2 separate regions of the Zea mays genome follow, and region 1 is linked to region 2. The links are chromatin contacts, called in public Hi-C maps. All regions are on one chromosome and are shown on one strand. Each heading gives the region's core, a stretch centred on a gene start, on an enhancer-like site or on the middle of the called end of the contact. The rest is flanking DNA. Distances are from core to core; before and after follow the strand shown. Region 1 holds the start of LOC103626517 (MDIS1-interacting receptor like kinase 1). Region 2 holds the start of LOC100281411.

Region 1 (5,654 bases), core at 2,927-5,426, 230 kb after region 2:
ATGCGTCAGAAACAGAACAACCGCTTCGTCAGATTCATGGATGAATGGATGAGTGGTACCAACCTGGCGCGATGTAGCCGTAGGAGCCGGCGACGACGGAGACGGACTCGTTGGAGCGGGCCAGGGCGCGGGCGAGGCCGAAGTCGGCGATGCGGGCCTCCATGTCGGCGTCGAGGAGGATGTTGTTGGACTTGATGTCGCGGTGGATCACGGGCGGGTGGCAGTCGTGGTGGAGGTACGCCAGCCCCTGCGCCACGCCGGCGGCGACGTCGTAGCGGGACACCCAGTCCAGCAGCGCGCGCTTCCCCGGAGGCCCGTGCAGCGCCTCCCACAGGCTGCCGTTGGGCATGAACTCGTACAGCATCATGGCGTCCGCCGCGCCGTTGTGCACGTACCCCAGCAGCCGCACGATGTTCCGGTGCCGGAGCCGCCCCAGGAGCGCCACCTCCTTGAGCACGTCCGCGGTCGGCTCGCTCGCCGCGTCGCCGTCCACCGGCGCCGGCCGCCACAGCTTCTTCACGGCGATCACGGCGCGCGCGCGCGGGAGCTCCGCCTTGTACACCACCCCGGTCGCGCCCATGCCCACCACGTTCGCCTCCTTCACGCACGCCAGCACGTCAGCGCTCGTGAACCCGAGCCGCTGGAACGCCGTCAGCCGCCACGCCCACGCGCCCGACTCCGCGCCGAGGCTCTCGTCGTCGCAGCGACCCGCGTACCACCGCCGGTACGCGTACCGCCCGCCGACGAGCGCCGTGAACGCGGCGACGGCGGCGAGCATCGCCGCGAGCCAGCTCGCTGCGATGCGCCTCAGGCGCGCGCTGCCTCGGGGCCGCGCCGCCGCCACGCCCGTGTCGCGGCTCCCGAAGCACGGCGGGAGCACGCCGCCGCACAGCCCGGCGTTGCCCGCCAGCTCGTCCGGGTTGATGGAACGCAGGACGCCGTTCCCGGGCACGGGCCCCGTCAGGTTGTTGTAGGAGAGGTTGAGCGTCTCCAGCGCCGGCGAGCTCCCGAAATTCTCCGGTATGTGGCCGGTCAAGGAGTTGCTCGACAGATCAAGGATGGCCATCGCCGGCATCATCGCGAGCGCCTTGGGTATCTCGCCCGTGAGCCGGTTGTGCCTGAGGTTCAGCTTCACCAGCCTCTGGCACGAGGCGAGGCTGGACGGTATCGCGCCGGCGAGCCGGTTGTTCGACAGGTCTAGCGCCGCCAGTGCCGGGCAATCCTGGAACTGGTCGGGGAGCTCGCCGGAGATGAGGTTGTCTGACGCCAAGAAGCTCTGCAGCGTCGGGATCGTGAAGAGGCTCGACGGAAGCGTGTATTGGAGGTGGTTGTGAGATAGGTCGATGAATGAGAGCGACGTCGACGACGCTAGGTCGCCGGGGATCTCTCCGGACAGGTCGTTGCCTGCGAGCTCGAGCCGCTGCAGCGACGGCAGCTTGCCGAACCCAACGGGGATCGTGCCGGTGAGCCGGTTGCTCTGCATGCGCACGCGTACCAGAGACGCGCACGACGCGAGCCCGGCCGGGATCCCGCCGGTGAAGCCGTTGTTGAACATGATCAGCTTGGCGAGCTCCTTGCCGTCGCAGATCCCAGCCGGGACGGGGCCGGTGAAGGAGTTCGACGACACGTCCACCCACTGCAACGGCGAGCTGTTACCGAGCGACGCGGGCAGCTGCCCTGTCAAGGAGTTGTTCCACAGCTCGAGCACCTCCAGGCTCGGCATGTCCCCGATGGTCGCCGGCACGGTGCCGTCGAGGTGGTTGCACATGAGGTTGAGCAGCCGGAGGTGGCTCAGCTGCGCGATCTCGTCGGGGATCGGGCCCGTGAGCGAGTTGTCGGACAGGTCGAGGAAGACGAGCGTGGAGATGTTGCCGAGCTCCGGCGGTATCTTGCCTTCGAGGTTGTTCTTGTACAGGTATAGCGCGGTGAGGGCCGGAAGCCTGCCGAGCTCCGCCGGGATGGGCCCGTCGAGGTTGCCGACGGCGAGGTCGAGGTACTGGAGGTTGGCGAGGCCGCCGAGCTCCGGCGGGATGGTACCCTCCAGCGCATTGTAGCCAATGATGAGGCTCTCGAGCGACTCGAGCTCGCCGAGCTCCGGCGGGATCTTGCCGGTGATGTTGTTGCCGGAGAGGCCCAGGAACCTGAGCTTGGTGAGGCTCCGGTAAGCCGCCGGGATGCCGCCGCCGAAGAAGCTGCCCCTGAGGTCGACGGTCTGGAGCGACGTGGCGTTGGCTAGGTCGGCGGGGAGCGCGCCGACGAAGTTGTTGCCGGAGGCGTTGACGGTGTCGAGGCCAGCGCAGGCGCCGAGGCCGGCCGGGAACGCGCCTTCGAACGAGTTCTGGCTCACGTCGAGCACCCGGAGGCTGGACAGCGGCGCCAGGGACTTGGGCAGCGCGGTGGCGAACGCGTTGGAGGAGAGGTTGAGGACGGCGAGCGACGGCAGCCGGAGCACGTCGCCCGTGACCTTGCCGCTCAGGTTCTTCCCGGAGAGGTCGAGCTCGTCGACGAGGCCGGCGGCGTTGCACCGCACTCCCGTCCACCTGCAGTGCGGCGCGGCCTTGGCGCCGTCCGTCCAGTCGGCGAGCGCGCCCAGCGAGTCGACGAAGCCCGCTTTGAGCGCGAGTAGCGCCGCCCGCTCGTCGCCGGCGGCGCCAGCCCTGGTGCACGAGATTGACCATACTGTCACTAGCAGCAGGGCCAGGACCGTTACTCTGGCCTCCATCAGAAGAGAACCCGCCGCCACTTTCCTAGAAAGCACTTTCGGGAGCTGAAAGCCTGAAACCTGGATCGGCTTTCTAGTTCTATTCTAGCTGCTGCAGTGCCTCTGCTGCTTCTAGTGCTGCGCCATGTCAGAGGCACAGTCTGGTAGTTCGTTTGTCGACAGACACTACTACCGCATCTGCAGGAATGGCAGAGGCTCTGCTGCAGAGCTCGGTGGAAGAAAGAAGAAGGTGGCAGAAAAGGCTTTTTTATATCACCATTTCTCACTAGTCCCATGATCGGGTTAAAGGCATGCGATAAGATAATGGATCTTTCTTGGCATTTCATAACATGCCACCACCACGCCGGACACCTCACCCTGCGAACGAATGTGAGCTGGGTTTTGCAGAGGAACATGAGAACATGGAACATGGAGGGAATGTGTTTTAAATAAGAGAAAGAGAAAGCCATGGCTTCTGCTGCCTGATTGCTTTTGGGCATGCAATGTCGATCGGCGTTGTTTAATCTTTCTACTTTGTCAGAGATCAGAGTAAATTTAATCGCGTTGCATCTTCAGTTTACATTCCCCCTGTCACTGCAGACAGTAGAAGATTACCTCTGCTCTAGCTTTCTGGACCTGATAGATTACTAATAACTAGTAGGATCAGTACTAGCCAGAGACCAAGATGCTGTAAACTAGGAGTGGTGTTTGTACGGCCTTCTTTGGAAGCTTCTTTTTCCTGCTACCAAGTTCTGAAACAGATCCACTCCTGCATTTTGTGCAGATGAAAGCTTAAGATTTCAACTGATGCTGACTACTAGTACCAGTACCACCATGCTTGGAGCTATAGCTCCTCCTACTCTATTAGGACAATAAGAGCTACAGTAATTTCACATCGCTAATCCTCTGCCATAGGAGGATGCATGCTTCCATTGCAGGCTCTGAAATAATAGATTGACTTAACCCGAGCTTCCAAAGGGGATCCTTCCACATGTTCCCCAGTAGAATGTCATCTGTCCTACACGCATTCAGATAAAGAACCACAAGTGAGTTGACACAGTTTTGGAAGGCTGCTGAAACACAGTTTGTCAGAGAAAGAACCACGAGTGATTAGTAGGACTGGTCCTTGTCTAACTGCACTCTGGCTGCCTTTGAAAGTACAGAACCAAGCTAAAGAAGACAGGTGCCTGCTAGGCCTAATATATAACCGGCCTCCTGACTCTCTTGGAAAAGGCTAATCTGACCGAGCTTTGCACCATGGGAGAATAATGCAGAGTCAAAACAAGATGAGCTTTGCACCATCAGACCATCTTGATCGACGATCAAACACAAACCAATTGGAGACCATAGTCGTATAGGGCCTGATCCGGCCCTAGCTAGCAAATCAAGCTAGCCAGGTGCAGGCAGCAGGGCTAATGCGTACTCGAGATCGATGATATGGCGTGGGATGGGATCATATATATACATGCAATGCAATGGCGGCGTGCATGCATACCAGCCGATGGAGCTTATTAATCATGCATGCAGCTAGCCATGATGAGTTTTGGTGTCGTTGGAGGAAAAAATAACAAAATAAAACCCCTCCCAAATTAAGTTAGCCATGCATGCTGTAACCCATATATATGCACAACGATAGCAGTAGCAGAAAATGAAGCAGAAAATGAAGAATGGACGTTAACCCCTGATCAACCCACACCATCTGTCCTATGATTATCATGTTGAATTAACGTGGGTCTTGCCCAAATTAATATTCAATAATAGTCAATGCTAAAGGCTCACTTTAATTCTACGATGGACTAGTACTTTAGTACCATACCAAAATGTCAAAGAACAATTAAATCAACTTAAATAGATGGATCATTGGTGCATCTATTGAGAAGCTCAGGAAAGAATGAAGTACCGCCACACGCGCGCGCGCCGCTGGCCGGGCTGTGTTAGATCGGACCTTGGTCTGAATTCCTTTCTAACTGTTACGTATTTTGTTTTGTCTGTCTGTTTTATGTTTTATGACTAGTAATGGACGAGCTGTAATGATTGTCAGCTAGTAACGGATATCACTGGTGGCATCAGTTTCTGGCTGGCTGTAACGGTAGTCTGATGGCGACTGTTACCGTTCGTTCGCCTCCCTCTATAATGGCTGTCAGCTAGTAACATACGTCACTGATGGCATTAGTTTCTAGAATGGCTGTAACGGTAGCTCTGATGACGACCGTTACTGTCTGTTCGCCTCCTTCTGTAATGACTGTCAGCTAGTAACGGACGTCACTGATAGCGTCAGTTTTCTGGCTAGCTGTAAGAGTAGCTCTGATCGCGATCGTTACTATCTGTTCGCCCCCCTCTGCACGTGTACATATACGGAGAAGGGGAGGTTGTTTCTGGTTACAGCACGTACGTACAGTCTCAGACGCGTTGCACATAGTCATTCCCGTCCCACCTTCTGCGAGCACAGAGAGTGTGGGAGAGCAGGCCTCCGAAATCGTCGTCCGCAGAGCGACACTTGCATGGGTGTGCAGGCGATCAGGTTTTTGGGGAGCATACTCGCGACTGCTCGCTCCGTCCGCTCGACCAACGCTGATCCAGTTCTTCGTCGTCGGCACCGTTCGTGGGACTGCACTGCGTACATCTGTCTGCATCAAATGTGTATGACTATATCGAACATACACACGAGATGTCTCGTGTGAATGGAGCTACTGATGCCTTGAGCATCGGTCCCTCCACAACGTACAATATGTTCTTAATATTTGTGTATATTTTACTGTTCTTTACTGTTTATATGAATAGTGATACACATATGCACATACATGTCGTCACATACATCACTGTGATTTTCTGGATTAAATTAAAATTGAAAATGTATATTTCTCTAACATATTACTTCTTGTTAAAAGACGCTCTGGTTTGGAGCCTTCTCCGCGTTCTCGGCTACGACGCCTCTCTTGTGCTGACGCGTGCT
Region 2 (5,489 bases), core at 24-2,523:
CAACGTGTCAGGAGGATTAGGTTGCGGCGGCGGCGGTGGCGGTCTGCTGCCGTCGTGAGATCTGCTGCTGGCTGGAAGATCGGTTGGCTGCAGTTCTATGTTGAATAGGTTAAGCAATGTGTTAGGAGGATTCGGTTGCGGCGGTGGCGGTCTGCTGCCGTCGTAAGATCTGCTGCTGGCTGGAAGATCGGTTGGCTGCAATTCGATGCTGAATAGGTTAAGCAACGTGTCGGTTGGCTGCAGTTCGATGCTGAATAGGTTAAGCAAGATTCGGTTGCGGCGGCGGTGGCAATGGCGGCACATCGACGGGCGGGACGTCAACGTAGAGAATGCGCGCGAGGTCCGCGGGATCCGGGAACCCAGTGTAGAAGCGTGTCGGGCAACGGGCATGGCTCTCGGCGTCGCACCCGGCAGCGCGCGCGCACGGCGCGCAGAACGAGGCCCGGTGGACGGCGCAGCGCGCGGCGGCGGCCGCTGCGTGGCATCGCTCGCAGAGCGGGGCGCGCTCGTGGAAGGCGGCCGCGGCGTGCACGGGGACGTCGCAGGGCAGGCACAGGCGCGTGCCGAGCTGGGCGCAGTGGAGCAGCGCGCGCTGGGCGGCGCAGTTGTCGCAGGGAACCCCGCCGCCGTCGTCGTCTGGGAGCATGGTGGTGGTGGCCACCGCCGCCGCCGCAGCAGCAGCAGCAGCAGGAGGAGGGGCGTCGTTGCTCCGAGAGAACGTACATCGTGCGCCGCCGGCTGGCCGACCGGCGGCGAGGATCGAGTTGGAGGGATCTCTCGTCACACGCGACGGTTAGTGGCTCTGCACACGCGTGCTGCGCTGGCGGCGGCACGACTGGAGGTTCGTTCCTTATATCTCGGAGCCTCACTATAAAAAGCACAACTAATCTAGCAGGTTTATAGAGCCCTCCCGCGACCAAGTCGGCGAAAGCACACTGCAAACTCCCTCCTGACTAATTGTTGGCCAGCCAGGGTGCCTCGATCGTTTAGGATGCCGACGCCACGGACTAACTTGGCTTCCTCTAGGTCGTGTTGTATTATTGGATTAGAAGATCTCAGAACACAACAGTTTTTTTTGTAGTACACTGTCCGTTTCACCACCAAAAAAAAGAAAGATCTAGTATCCTTTGCTGGTGAGTAGTAGTGAGTAGGAAGCAAGAGTAGGTGGACAGTCAAAGCATGCAGCTGTTCATCACCGAACACCACCATCTGGAATCCAACTCTATATGCATCTTCTCCGTTTTCCTGCCCGCATACAAATGCCTGCGCATTAGCGATCCTCCTCGCTCTCCTTCCCCTTCCGCTGAGCCGTGCTGCCGCGGCCCCGGCACGCCATGGCGTCCACGGCGTACTCGCGGTCGTCGTCCAACAAGCTGCCGGGCGGCGAGCGGCGGCTGCCCCCGCGCCTCATGCGGGGCCTCACGTCCAAATTCGAGCCCAAGAAGCTGGGCGTCGGCCTCGTCGCCGGCTGCTGCCTGGCGCTCCTCACCTACGTCTCCCTCGCCAAGCTCTTCGCGGTCTACTCCCCTGTATTCGGTGAGTGCGCTCGCCGACCCCTCCGTTCCTCCTCCTCCTCCTCACGAGTCTAACCGGAGCTGCCTTCCTCACTTCCTCCTCAGCCAGCACGGCCAACACGTCCGCGCTGATGCAGCAGAACGCGCCGCTGGCCTCGTCCAAGCCGTCCGTGCCGGAGACGGAGACCATCCCTCCGGAAGAGACGCTGGACGACGGCGACGGCGCGGATACCGGCGATCTGCGTGGGACGGAGCCCGGCTTGCCGGAAGCTGCCGTCATGAGGAACGACATGGCAGCGGGGTCCGACGAGCCCGGCTTGCCCACCAGGAAGGACGGCGGCGGGAATGCGGAGGCCGAGCCCACCAACAAGCCATGTAATCCCCACCTCTCTTTGTCTCTTTTTTTGCTTCTTCGTTCGAGAACACACATTTACATCTTACATGGTGATGGAACCACGTGTTCAATAAATTTCTCTGCTTTCAGCTGAGGATGGCAACGGCGGCCAACAAGGAGGCAAGATGACGTGCGACGAGAACAGCGTGGACGAGCGGTTCCCGTACGCCCGGCCGACCGTGTGCGAGCTGTCCGGCGACGTGCGCGTGAGCCCGAAGCAGAGGACGGTGTACCTGGTGAACCCGTCCGGCGGCGGCGGCGGGGGGTTCGACGAGAGCGTCGAGAAGCGGCTCCGACCGTACGCCCGCAAGGACGACTCCTCAATGCCACACATAACGGTGAAGTCGGTGGCTTCGGGCGCGGCGGCGCCCGAGTGCACGAAGCGGCACGCGGTGCCCGCGGTGGTGTTCTCCGTGGGCGGGTACAACACGGACAACAACCTGTTCGACGACGACATGACGGACGCGCTGGTCCCGCTGTTCCTGACGACGGCGCACCTGGACGGCGAGGTGCAGCTGGTGGTGGCCGACTACAAGCCGCGGTGGGTGCGCAAGTACGCGCCGCTGCTGCGGAAGCTGTCCCGCCACGGCGTGGTCAGCCTGGACGGCGACGCCGAGGGGGAGGAGGAGGGGCCGCTGGACGGCGTGCACTGCTTCCCCGCGGGCGCGTTCGTGGTGGGGCTGCTGTACCGCGACCGCGACCGGGATCTGGACCTGTCGCCTCACCCGGCCCGGAACCGGAACCCGCGCAACGTGACGATGGCGGACTTCGCGCGGTTCCTGCGCGGCGCGCTGGCGCTGCCGCGGGACCGCCCCGCCGTCCTCGGCGGGGCGCCCGGCATGCGTCCCCGGTTGCTCGTCGTCTCGCCGCGGAGGCTGCTGAACCTGGAGGAGGTGGCGGCGGCGGCGGACGCGCTCGGGTTCGACGTGGCGTCCGCCGAGGCCGGCGCGGACGACGTGGCGGAGTTCGCCGCGCGGGTGAACGCGGCGGACGTGCTGGTGGGCGTGCGCGGCGCCGGGCTGACGAACCAGGTGTTCCTGCCGACGGAGGCGGTGCTGGTGCAGATCGTGCCGTGGGGCAAGAAGATAGAGTGGGTGACCACCAGCTCCTACGGGCGGGCGGCGGCCGGGATGGGGCTCCGGTACCTGGAGTACTACGTCGGGGAGGAGGAGACGAGGCTGAGGGACAAGTACCCGCGGGAGACCGTCATGGAGCAGGACGTCGTCGTCAACCTCACAAGGTTCCGGCCCGTGCTGCTGCAGGCGCTCGACAAGCTGCAGCAGTGACGAGGAATGGATTCACCATAGCCGGCCGGCAGGAGGAAGCTCGCTCAGGTCGTCGGGCATGGGATTGGTAATTTGGTTGGTTCATCTGCCGGTTTTGTTTTGTTTGTCGTAAGAAAAGAAGAGAAGAGAACATACATACACTACACACGAACGAACGAGAATTCTGTTCATTCTTCATTCGCTTGGCATCATTCATTCCTCCGATTACCATCCCATTATGTTCCTTCCAAGAACTAGAAGAAAGATCGATTGTGCGTGCAGCGTGCATGCATGCATGCGGCCCACCCATGAATTATCTATCGCAAAAGAAAACGAAAATGATGTTTCAGTGCAAGCGTTTGGAAGCAAAGGTTCGTGTATGTATGCTTCCTCTGATCCTCTCTGTCGTATAAAAAACAACTGAGGCTAAGACCACCTCACGGTATTATATTAAAAAGAAGACTCACCAAATCCCTACCCTATCCATAATACATAGAGAACACAATTGAGACGGAACCTTAGATCTATAATTTAGCGTGAGACAGATGATGAGATTTTTGGTCAAACTCAAGATCTGAGAAGCGCTATTCAAACCACTTAGCTATCTACGCTAGAGCCCGTTTTGCTCCTCTCTACCGACTCGGCTAGAGGCACATTCTGGCTCAAGCCAACACGTTGTTCACCATCCATTCATAGATAGATAGAAGTGCAATGCACGCATGCAATGCAACCACTACAGGAGGTCCTGTAAAGCATCCTAACAACTTCTTTGCTTACAACTTACGTGCTGTCTGGGAGATATGGACAGCTCTCAACCCCATGAAGAAAATCAAAAGGCATGCTTGCTTGCTGGTGGTCATGTTAGGTGCAACAACAACAAAAAAAGAAGGAAAAAAGCGATAATAGGTCGGTTGCTGTTTCTCTGTCGCCGATCCATACGTCACAGCCAGTTTTGCAGACCTAACCATGTTAATCCTCAACTCAAACATGGAAACAAATGGTACGTACCTAGGCCCTGCATTGCTGATGACAGGACAGGCAGGCTCCTGTTCTCAGATCAAATGCAAGTTCATAGCTATAATATCTCACTATGAGCCAGGCCCCTGTCAGTAGTCTTTCCCCCCCTCTTGGTCTATGTCGTCCTGCTACTTTTGAACTCTTTGTATTTCTTTTACGCGTGTAATAGAAATGGGGATGTCCTCTCCTCCACCATGTAGGGCATCCAATAAAACGCAAAAGGAGCCGGATACACATATTGCCTCTTGACAGCTTTCATGTAACAAATTAGTAGAGCCTCACAAAAGCAAAACAAAAAAAAAGCAAAGAGTAACTCCATTAGCCTCAATCCAAAATGTCATTGGTAAAAATGTTGGAAGTGCAGTATGTTAAAAGTAATTAATTCTAAATTTGACAACACCACTCATAATAGGAGGTACATCTTTGCCTATTATTGCATATGTTTCTTCTCGCCAAGACGAACAGATCAGGGATCCTCCAAACAGAAAGTAAACGCCCTTGCTTATCGTCCCATAGGACCAAAATCCCCCACTTGATAAATAGCTCAAGAAGCATCGATGAAAAGAAAGAAATCACATCTTTCTTGAAGTAAAACAACAACAACACAGATGCTCTAAACAAGCTGGCAAAGCTCACTAAGCACCCATGGCAACCCTTCTGCCCCTCTTGGGCGTCGACTGTGCATTCTCTGCCAAGATCCTAGACAGAATATCTGCTTGCTTTGAGTATCCTTCGGATTTTAAGCTCTCCATCAAGTCATCGCAGCCTTTCTGGCTGACAACACCTCCTTTGTTCTTGATCTTGCACAGCATGGAGTACGCAGGCAACGTCTTTTCTTCGGCGTACAGGGCCTCCAGAACTCTGTCATAGGTCGAGAAGCTAACATCAAAGTCCCTGTCCAACGCAAAATCAGCCAGCTTCTGCGCCTCCATCACTCTACCATTGTCACATAGGCCGACCAGCAACTTATCCAGATCAGGCATGCAGCCATTTTCCACCATCAGATTGACACGGCCGATTGCCTCCTCGACATGGCCCCTCGTGAATAGAGCTTCCAGTATCTTGTGTGCCACATCCATGTTCTCAGTAACTCCCTTCTCAATCATACTCTTCATGACCCTGCTTGCGGTCTGAACCCGGCCATCGTTGAACAGCGCCTCCATGACAGACTTGAACAGAGCTGGGCTTGGCAAGTGACCCTGTTGCATCATGCTGTCTAATGCCGTCTTTGCATCAGCCGGCTCATTCTTCTTCAGGAAGCTATCAACTAGCAGCGCATGTGATTCAGGGTCAGTTGGG

The links. A called contact is a pair of places that touch in the nucleus more often than the background predicts.
Region 1: a Hi-C map of root tip shows a contact between it and region 2, with 2.1 times the contacts expected there. The contact joins the promoter of LOC103626517 here to the promoter of LOC100281411 in region 2. A contact is called at or near these places in 3 of 25 Hi-C or Micro-C datasets (ear, endosperm and root tip).

The regions. Positions count from the first base shown.
Region 1 is chr5:70,628,076-70,633,729 of Zm-B73-REFERENCE-NAM-5.0, forward strand. It overlaps LOC103626517 (MDIS1-interacting receptor like kinase 1), which reads right to left and starts at 4,177. Exons shown (of 3, transcript XM_008646934.3): 1 at 3,803-4,177; 2 at 64-3,719. The coding sequence starts at 2,722.
Region 2 is chr5:70,400,009-70,405,497 of Zm-B73-REFERENCE-NAM-5.0, forward strand. It overlaps LOC100281411, which reads left to right and starts at 1,274. Exons shown (of 3, transcript NM_001368004.1): 1 at 1,274-1,536; 2 at 1,620-1,889; 3 at 1,999-3,371. The coding sequence starts at 1,335. The coding sequence ends at 3,194. LOC100192035 reads right to left here. Exons shown (of 1, transcript NM_001137458.2): 1 at 4,490-5,489. The coding sequence ends at 4,826.